Regions from separate parts of the Macaca mulatta genome. Here region 2 is linked to region 1. A link is a contact called in public Hi-C data. All regions are on one chromosome and are shown on one strand. The core of a region is the stretch at or near the end of the contact, and the rest is flanking DNA. Distances in the headings are between cores, read along the strand shown.

What was found. Hi-C and Micro-C count contacts between places; a contact is called where the count stands out from the background.
Region 2: a contact with region 1 is called in a Hi-C map of blood, with 4 times the contacts expected there. The contact joins the promoter of PARP16 here to the promoter of PDCD7 in region 1. A contact is called at or near these places in 2 of 14 Hi-C or Micro-C datasets (blood and fetal cortex germinal zone).

The regions. Positions count from the first base shown.
Region 1 is chr7:42,548,057-42,552,896 of T2T-MMU8v2.0, forward strand. It overlaps PDCD7 (programmed cell death 7), which reads right to left and starts at 2,041. Exons shown (of 5, transcript XM_015142475.3): 1 at 1,136-2,041. The coding sequence starts at 2,014.
Region 2 is chr7:42,713,118-42,717,957 of T2T-MMU8v2.0, forward strand. It overlaps PARP16 (poly(ADP-ribose) polymerase family member 16), which reads right to left and starts at 2,907. Exons shown (of 4, transcript XM_077939590.1): 1 at 2,266-2,907. The coding sequence starts at 2,439. It overlaps LOC114680001 (small nucleolar RNA SNORA24), which reads right to left and starts at 1,598; the gene lies at 1,468-1,598.

The DNA of each region.
Region 1 (4,840 bases), core at 791-3,290:
TGCACTCCAGCCTGGGCAACAAGAGCAAAACTCCGTCTCAAAAAAATAAAAAAAGAAAAAATTTAAAAAAAGAAAATGCCTTAGAGAACTATCTGAACAATTTTCAGTTTTACCCTGGCCCTAAAGAGGCTGAGATCAACACGCTTTGGAATTAGACAACTTGGGATCAAATATGGGAAACTGCCACAAACTGGTTGTGTGACCGCTGGCAAGTTAACCTCTCTATGCCTCAACTTCCTAACCTGTAAAATTAGCATAATACTTCCTACTTCTCAAGGCTGTTATAAAGATTCAAGATCTGGTATATGTAACGACCTTAGCACAGCTCCTAGTATATATAGTAAATGCTCCGAAACACTATTGCTGAACCTGGGGATACATGGTTTGAAACTTGTAAAAAAGGAATCCTCGGGGAATCACTATTGCCCCATCAGCTAATTAGAGTATATATATATTCCTTGAGGTAGGGTCCCAAAGCTCTCTTTTTATTTATTTTTTTTGAGACAGTCTTGCTCTGTCGCCCAGGCTGGAGTGCAGTGGTGTGATCTCAGCTTACTGCAATCTCCACCTCCCGAGTTCAAGCGATTCTCCTGTCTCGGCCTCCCGAGTAGCTGGGATTTCAGGCGCCCGCTACCAGGCATGGCTAATTTTTATATTTTTAGTAGAGACGGGGTTTCACCATCTTGGCCAGGCTGGCCTTGAACTCCTGACCTCGTGATCCACCCGCCTCAGCCTCCCAAAGTGCTGGGATTACAGGCGTGGGCCACCGCGCCCGGCCTATATTTTGTGTTCTTAAAATCACCTAGGGCAGCACAAGACACAAGGAACTAGACACTTACTGGTTTTGAAAGTAAGTGGACAATGTTGGAGCAGGATAGAGGAGACCCGTCATTCGTGCAATGCCACTGTGTAATCCTATACTTTGTGTTTACAGGACTTTACAGTGCACCTGAACTTTTGTGTACATCATTAACACAAAATTAACATGGTGGTATGAGGTGGGAAGGTTAGCTGTCGCTTCATTTTGCGCGTAAGGACAGAGCCTTAGCCCTGGGAAATGGAAGTTTAAAGCCTCCTGGTGCTCCAGGTTCCAACCACCACCACTCCCACCCCCATGCGCGGCCGCTGCTCTCACCCGCTTCTTCTCCTCCACCTCCTGCACACACTTCACCCTCCAGCGGTCAATCTCCTGCTCGCGTTCCACTGCCCGCGCGGCCTCTGCCTCCCGCTCGGCCTCGCGTTCCCGGGCCCTCTCGCGAAGCCGCAGCCGGCGGCGCCGGACCCTCTCCAGCCTCCTCCGCGCCTCGCCCACATAGGCAGCCTGGGTCAACGGCTGTAGCCGCTCGGCCAGTTCCGCGCGCAGCGGCCCCACCTGGGAATACAACAAGGCCCAGGCCGCGCCGTCGGCTTCGGCCTCGCGCAGGGCCTGGCTCAGGCCGCGCAGCCGTCGCACCAGGCGCAGAGCCCCGCGCAATCGCGCTCGCACTTCGCCAAGGCTGGGCCCAGCGTGCGTGCGCTGGGGCACCGGACAGCCAGCCCGCCGCGGGGTCCCGAACACCGCCTCCAGCCACTGCCGGTCGCGCAGGCGCTGGAGGGCCGCATCCCCGAGCACGTCGGCCGGCGGCGGCGGCGCCTCAGGCCAGCGCGAGCTCCAAGGCGGCCCCGGGCCGGGAGGCGGCGGCCGCGGTCGCTCGCCGGCGTCGGTCCCCGGGAAGGGCCGGCACTGGGGCGGCGGAGGAGGCAGCGGCGGTGGTGGCACCGGGTAGAAGGCGCCAGCGCCGCCGCCGCCGCCGCCGCCGCGGGAGGCTTCCGCGGAGGCTCGGGGCTGCAGAGCCAGCGGAGGCTGAAGGAAGGGGGCGGAGGTCCCCGGAAAAGGGCCGGGCCGCTGGGGGAGAGGAGGCGGGAAAGCCGGGGAGGGCAGCGGCGGTGGCGGACAGCCGAAAGGAGCAGGAGGCGGCGGCTGCGGGGGCGGTGGGCCTGGGCGACCCTGGCCGAAAAAGGGTGGCAGAGCCATGTCTTCGACGGAGATGCTTTGAGAAGTGACAGGAATCTGAGTGGTTCCTCATGAGAACCTTCCGGCGGAAGTGACGTTGTTGCGACGCGCGGCGTCTGTAGACTTGTCCCTCCGGAAGGCTTCTTGCGTAAGTGGGCAGTGGTTAAACATTCGGTCGTTCAGTTCATAAATACTGTTCTTACTGAGGATCGTAGGTGCAGAGCTACCCGCTGCGCATACACTGAGACTGAGAGATACAGATCTTCTCTTCATGGAACTACCTGCCTAGTATAACATACTAATCAATCATGGTGAGTATCTTCGAGAAGTTGGAGGTTATCCTGAGGAACTGCAGCTGCAGCTGAGATCTGGAAGATAAATAGTTAAATAGAAAAAGAGAGGGAAGCACAGTGCAGATGGGAACATGTGCAAAGGCCATAGTAGATAGTAGATTTTTCTTAGAAAAATGAACTATTTTTACCTTTCTCGTTTCCCCCCACCTCCGACTTAGCTCTTTAGGAATGCAATTATAGGGTGGGCGCTGTGGCTCACGCCTGTAATCCCAGCACTTTGGGAGGCCAAGGCAGGCAGGATCGCTTGAGAACTGGAGTTTGAGACCAGTCTGGGCAACATAGTGAAACCCTGGCTCTACTAAAAATATTAAAAAGTAGCCGGGCATGGTAGCGTGCGCCTGTAGTCCCAGCCACTGGGGAGGCAGAGGTGGGAGGATCACCTGAGCCCTGGGAGGTAAAGACTGCAATGAGCCACGATAGCGCCACTGCACTCCACCCTGGGCGACAGAGTGACACCTGTCTCAAAAAAAAAAAAAAGGAATCCAATTAACCTTCACCTTCTCTGCACCACAACTGTCTACACTGTAAGCTTATCTAATGTGTTTGCTTATTAGTTCCAAGGACTGAAGCTTAAACCAGGCACCTCTGGAACTTTCCCATACCAGGGGATTGCCTGGGGACAATTGTCAATTTACAACCTAGCTCTGTCCCCCTCCCCCCCCACCCCTGCCTTCGCCCCAGGCTCCATAGCGCCAACCAGATCACCAATAGATACATAGGAGCAAGTCCCATAGTCCTAGCACCTCCTTGGTTTCCCCTCCCACCCCCCCGCCAACCCCCTTACATGCCATCCAGGTCAACCAAGTCCTGCGCCCCCCCACCCTCTTTTTTGAGACAGAGTCCCTCTGCCACCCAGGCTGGAGTGCAATGATGCGATCTTCACCCACTGCAACCACTGCATCATGACTTCAAGTTATTCTTGGTGCCTCAGCCTCCCTAGTTGCTGGGATTACAGGCCCCCGCTGCCACTCCCGACTAATTTTTGTATTTTTAGTGGTTTTGTATTTTTAGTAGAGATGGGGCTTCGCAGTGTTGGCCAGGCTGGTCTCGAACTCCTGGCCTCAGGTGATCTGCCCACCTCGGCCCCCCAAAGTGCTGGGGTTACAGGTGTGAGCCACTGCGCCTGGCCCTAAGTCCCCTTTTAAGCCTTCACTTTCTGCTGAGAAAGCTGAAGCGGTTTCCTTAAGGCAGGAGACTGTACTGCTTCTCCTCAGCCAAGCTCTGGAATAGTCTTTTTTTTTTTTTTTTTTTTTTTGAGGTGGAGCTTTGCTCTTGTCATCCAGGCTGGAATGCAGTGGCGCGATCTCAGCTCATTGCAACCTCTGCCTGCCAGGTTCAAGTAGTTCTCTTGCCTCAGCCTCCCAAGTAGCTGGAATTACAGGTGCACACCACCATGCCTGGCTAATTTTTGTATTTTTAGTAGAGACAGAGTTTCACAACGTTGGCTAGGCTGGTCTTAAACTCCTTACCTCAGGTGATCCATCCACCTTGGCCTCCCAAAGTGCTGGGGTTACAGGCATGAGCCACTGCACCTGGCCAGTCACATTTTCGTTTGTTTGAGACAGTCTCCCTCTGTTGCCCAGACTGGAGTGCAGTGACGAGATCTCTGCTCACTGCAAGCTCTGCCTCCTGGGTTCATGCCATTCTCCTGCCTCAGCCTCCAGAGTAACTGGGAATACAGGCACCCACCACCACGACCGGCTAATTTTTTTGTATTTTTAGTAGAGACGGTGTTTCACCATGTTAGCCAGGATGGTCTTGATCACCTGACCTCATGATTCACCCGCCTCGGCCTCCCGAAGTGCTGGAATTACAGTCGTGAGCCACCGTGCCTGTGGCCAGTCACTTTCTTTTTGCCTCTCTCGTGCTTATTATTTGAATTTGCAAGCTACAGGGGACTGGACCTGCCTTAGGTTACAGGACCATGTCTAGCGGGAAGACTGATAGAATGCCTGTTTTGGCCTGTAATCCCAGCACTTTGGGAGGCCGAGGCGGGTGGATTGCCTGAGCTTAGGAGTTCAAGGCCAGTCTGGGCAATATGGTGAATCCCTGTCTCTACTAAAATACAAAAATTAGCCAGGCATGGTGGTGCGTGCCTGTAATCCCAGCTACTAGGGAGGCTGAGGCAGGAGAACTGCTTGAACCCAGGTGGTAGAGGTTGCAGTGAGCTGAGATCACACCACTGCACTCTGGGTAACACAGTGAGACCTTGTCTCCAAAAAAAAAAAAAAGTGCCAGTTATGGAACTCTGAGAGGAGTCTGGTGATCCTGTGGAAGTGAAGTCCTAATGTCTGGGGTCTCATATCTTATGAACAATGGGAAGCAATTGGTTTTAAACAAGAGGTAAAGAGAAGGCTGTGCCACATGATTAGATTTTTTAAATTAAACTATTTTGAGACAATTGTAGATTCATATGGAATATGAGAAGTAGTAATACAGGGAGATCCTGTGTACCCTTTACCCAGTTTCCCCTAATGGTGACATCTTGTAAAAC
Region 2 (4,840 bases), core at 1,657-4,156, 170 kb after region 1:
TTTTTTTTTTTTTTTTGAGACAGAGTCTCGCTCTGCCGCCCAGGCTGGAGTGCAGTGGCGTGATCTTGGCTCACTGCAAGCTCCGCCTCCCGGGTTCACGCCATTCTCCTGCCTCAGCCTCCCGAGTAGCTGGGACTACAGGCGCCCGCCACCTCGCCCGGCTAGTTTTTTTGTATTTTTTTTAGTAGAGACGGGGTTTCACTGTGTCAGCCAGGATGGTCTCGATCTCCTGACCTCGTGATCCGCCCGTCTCGGCCTCCCAAAATGCTGGGATTACAGGCTTGAGCCACCCCGCCCGGCCGCCTATAATTTTCTTTCCTTTTTTTTTTTTTTTAAGACAGAGTCTTGCTGTGTTGCCCAGGCTGGAGTGCAGTGGCATAATCTCGGCTCACTGCTACCTCTGCCTTCCAAGTCCCGGTTCAAGCAATTCTCCTGCCTCAGTCTCCCAAGTAGGTGGGATTACTGGCACGTGCCACCATAATGGGGAGATGACAGGCTGGTCTTGAACTCCTGACCTCGTGCTCCACCCGTCTCAACCTCCCAAAGTGCTGGGATTACAGGTGTGAGCCACCACACTCAGCCTATAATTTTCTTTTTTTCCATCAACCTTATTAGATTTAGGGTCAAGGTTTGCTAGCCTCTTTTTTAATATTCTGTGTAACACCGGGAATTACTTATCCCCTCAGTGATTGCTAGAACTCACCAATGACACCAGTTATGTCCAGAGTTTTCTTTGAGGGAAAATCTCTGACTACTAATTCAACGGTTTTTTGTTTTGTTTGTTTTTGTTTGAGGGAGAGAGACTTGCTCTGTTGCCCAGGCTGGAGTGCAGTGGTGTGATCATGGCTCACTGCAGCCTCAACCTCTTGGACTCAAGCCATCCTCCCGTTTCAGCCTCCCAAGTAGCTGGGACTACAGGCACACACCACCACACCCAGCTAATTCTTAAATTTATTTTTTTGTAGAGACAGGATTTCACCATGCTGCCTAGGCTGGTCTCAAACGATCCTCCTGCTTTGCCTTCCCAAAGTCCTGGGATTATAGGCGTGAGCCACCCAGCCTTTTTCTTCTTTTTCTACAATAGTTTAGAAAAGTTCGCCCAATAACCTGGCACCCTCCAGGTTTTTTGTTTTGTTTTGTTTTGCTTTTTTTTTTTTTTTTTTAATGGAGTTTCATTCTTGTTGCCCAGGCTGGATTGCAATGGCTCAATCTTGGCTCACCGCAATGTCCACCTCCCGGGTTCAAGCGATTCTCCTGTTTCAGCCTCCAGAGTAGCTGGGATTACAGGCATGTGCCACCATGCCCAGCTAATTTTTGTATTTTAATAGAGACGGGGTTTCTCCATGTTGGTGAGGCTGGTCTCAAACTCCCGACCTCAGGTGATCCGCCCCCGCCTTGGCCTCCCAAAGTGCTAGGATTACAGACATGATTCACCAAGCCCAGCCCCTCCAAGTTTTTAACAGTGAAGAATGTTACTTGTGCAAGTCAGAATCTGATACCAATTAAATGGTGACAGCTTTGCTGATGAACAAGAATATGCTCTTCCATGGCTAAGAAGGGAGACTGCCACACTTGACAGTTCCCAAAGATACATGGAGTTCGGTGTCTTTAATGAATATCAGCTATTGGCTATTTCAATATTCTGCTTTTTACTGAATCGATTTTGGTAAGTTATATTTTTCTAGGCAATTGGAAACATTTGGATAAGGACAACTGATATCTTGAATGCTGACCCAGAGGTGAACTCTGCAAAAAAAAAAAAAGTGCCTGGTGAATCAGAGAAATAACAGCTGACATACGCACTGGATGTTACAGTTTATAAAAGCACTGCCCATAGATCACCTCATCGGAAGACCAAGTTCTGGGTGGCTTTGGTGACTTTTTGGTGTCTATTTGCAAAAGGATGGATAACTTTCTAGCTAAGCAAAACAGCTGATTCACATCAACCCTATTTCTGGCCAGGCTAGAAAATCTGTGGAGGACTATGCAACGATTCCTGATTCCTCACTTCAGTCCCCGGAGTCACTTGTCATTGACAGGAGAGAAGCAGCCACCAAGTGCCTTGGGAGTGAGAGTTGACATGAGGGTGTCAGGAGTGTTCTTAGCTAATGGAAACCTTCCCCAAGGCAAGGCCATGCCAAGCTGGGAATGAAAAGTCTGGGGGCTGTCATGTTTACTAACGCGGATGGAACTGCCTCTACCTCTGGTTCCACAGGGCACTTGGTCCAGGACGCAATGGGCAGCGCCAGGACAAAGCACACTCACCAGGGCTTCAAAGTCCTTACAGTCGCCGCGGGCGTAGGACGCGGGGAAGGGCCGCAGCACCGAGTCGCGCTTGTAGCTCTGCAGGGCCGAGGCGAAGAGGCTGCACCGGAGGTCGGCAGCCAGCAAGTCGCGGCCCGCCGCCTCCCTGGCGGCGGCCCAGCCTGAGGGCTGCATCCCAGGTCACTGCGCGTTGCCGGGGGAGACGCGCTGGTTGGGGGCAAGGGCGAGCGTGCGTTCAGCGCGGGGGCTGGGCCCGCTGACAATGGGCCGTCAGGGGCCGGGTTCCCAAGCCTGGGGTGGAGCTAGGCAGGGGGCTGAGATGACACGGGTTCAGAACGTGCCGACGAGGGTCCTCTGCCGGGGTCTGGGCCGCGGCTCGCTGCCGAGGAGAGAGACCGAGGCCTGGACCGCGGGTCCGCGGGGAGGTTGGGCCCAGGGATAATGGGGCCGGGGTTGGTGGCTGGGAGGGGTTCCCGGCCTGGGGGAGGGGCTATGACAATGGAATGACAACCGCGGGAACGTACTGACACGTGTCCTCCGCGGAGGCCTGGGGCGGGAAGCAGCCCCCGAGAGACGGCGGGCAGAGCCCACTCTCCGCGACGGGCGAGGCTGCTGCGCCGCGCGCGCTTTCCTGCCCCGCCTCCAGCCGCGCGGCCGAAGCCCCGCCTCTCGCCCGGCTGCCCTCGGCGCCACCTGTCTTCCGCCTGCAGCGCACGTCAGTTTGCCTTGCCCGGCCTACCTCCCCTCCCGCCGCCGCGCTCCCACGCTGCTTAGCGCTCCGCCCGGCCCAGCCGAGGGCCCGCCCCTTCCCGCGCCAGCCAGCTCCTCCGTATGGGTTGTGCCCGCACCGCCCAGACCCCAATCAGCCGCAGCTGCGAGAGGTGTCGCCGCCAGTGTGTGCCGGGCGACGTCGCCCACGCCCCTGCCACCCATCCTCACAGCAGCGCCTGGTAGAAACTGATTTGGGCACCCTGTCGACCCGCCCCTGTACTTGTCTTTGTCCCAGCTCGGCGGGTTGAGCCTACTTCTCTTCCTTGGGGAATTAATGCTACCTGTTGTCTCTCTCTTGAATCGTTTCCCTCAAAAACTGCACAAAAGGAGCCATTTAACACCCAGGGAAACTGAGGCTTAGAGTGCTGCAATGCTTGCCCAAGATCCCACAGTCAGATGGGTGAATCTGGGATTCGCACCGAGGTCTTTGGAAAAACAAAAGACTTCTTCTGCTTTTCAGCCTCCAGAATTCTCTGAATTGCTTAAGTCTCTGGCCTCAAATGCCCCAAGATCTTCCTTGGGAGGCCTCTCTGACAGGGAGCTTGGGGAAGAGCAGAGGGGCATTGACTTAACTCCCTACTCAGAACCTTCATTAGAAGAAAACCCCGAAGTGTGACCTCATGGTCACGTGCAAATCTAAACACAGACCATTGTGCTTAGACCAACACAGTGCACACGCTCCTACCCTGCAGGATCTTCTGAGGAAGAAACTTCTCCTTCTGCATCCAGGCTGTGCTGGGCCCTGGGCTCAGAGGAGAGGTTGTCCCATGCCATTGGATTGCATATATGACTTCGGGAGGTAGGGCGAAGACTGGTCCCCCAGACACCACAGAACTTCCCATCTTTTTTTTGCCCCATAAAGGTTGGGGTCTGCTCCCAGGAGCCCACATCAAATCTCTGTTTGCTCTGAGGCCTAGAACCACAAGGCCCCTAATGCTTCAAAAGCCCTGGGGGTTCTCATGGGACCCAGGAACTCTAAGGTGGCTTCTGAAGCTCAGACCCCAGGAAGGGAGAGCTTGGAGTGGGGCAGGAGACCAGGGAACCATCTCTCATTCCACCTCTTCTTCATTGCAGCCCTTAGACAAAAGCCACCCTCTGATACCTCCTTGGCCTCAAGAATTGTTTGTTGGGTGGATATATAAAATATGCTTATCTGAAGCTATTTCTCACATATGGTATGAGAATCATAATGATAATATTCACATCACAGGGTGGTGTGGAAGGGCCTCTGATGGCCAGCATTCTCATGCCTTACCTCATGCAGAATATTAGAATTCTTTTTAAGTCTTGTCAATTCCATAGACACAAAGTTGAATTTCATTATAGTTTTAATTTGCATTTACTTAATTGATAGTGACGTTGAATGTTTTTATGTTTACTTCATTCTCCTAGATTTTATCAGAATTTGCTAAGGTGATCTCAGAACCACATTTCTTGTGGAGGGGTTTCAGCTCTGCTTATATACATTTGATATAATCCACAGACCATACAATTCACCCATTTAAAGTGTACAATTTAATAGTTTTTAGTACATTCACAGATATATGCAACTGTCACCATGATCAATTTTAGAACATTTTTATCACCTCAAAAAGAAACTCTCTACACTTAGGCTATCACTGCTCTACCCACACCACCATGTCGCCCACTCCTAAGGAATCACTAACATACTTGTTTTTTGTTTTTTAAGAGACTGGGCCTCGCTATGTTACCTCGGCTAGAGCACAGTGGCTATTCACAAGCATGATCATAGCACATTGCAGCCTAGAACATCTGACCTCAAGTGATCCTCCTGGCTCAGCCT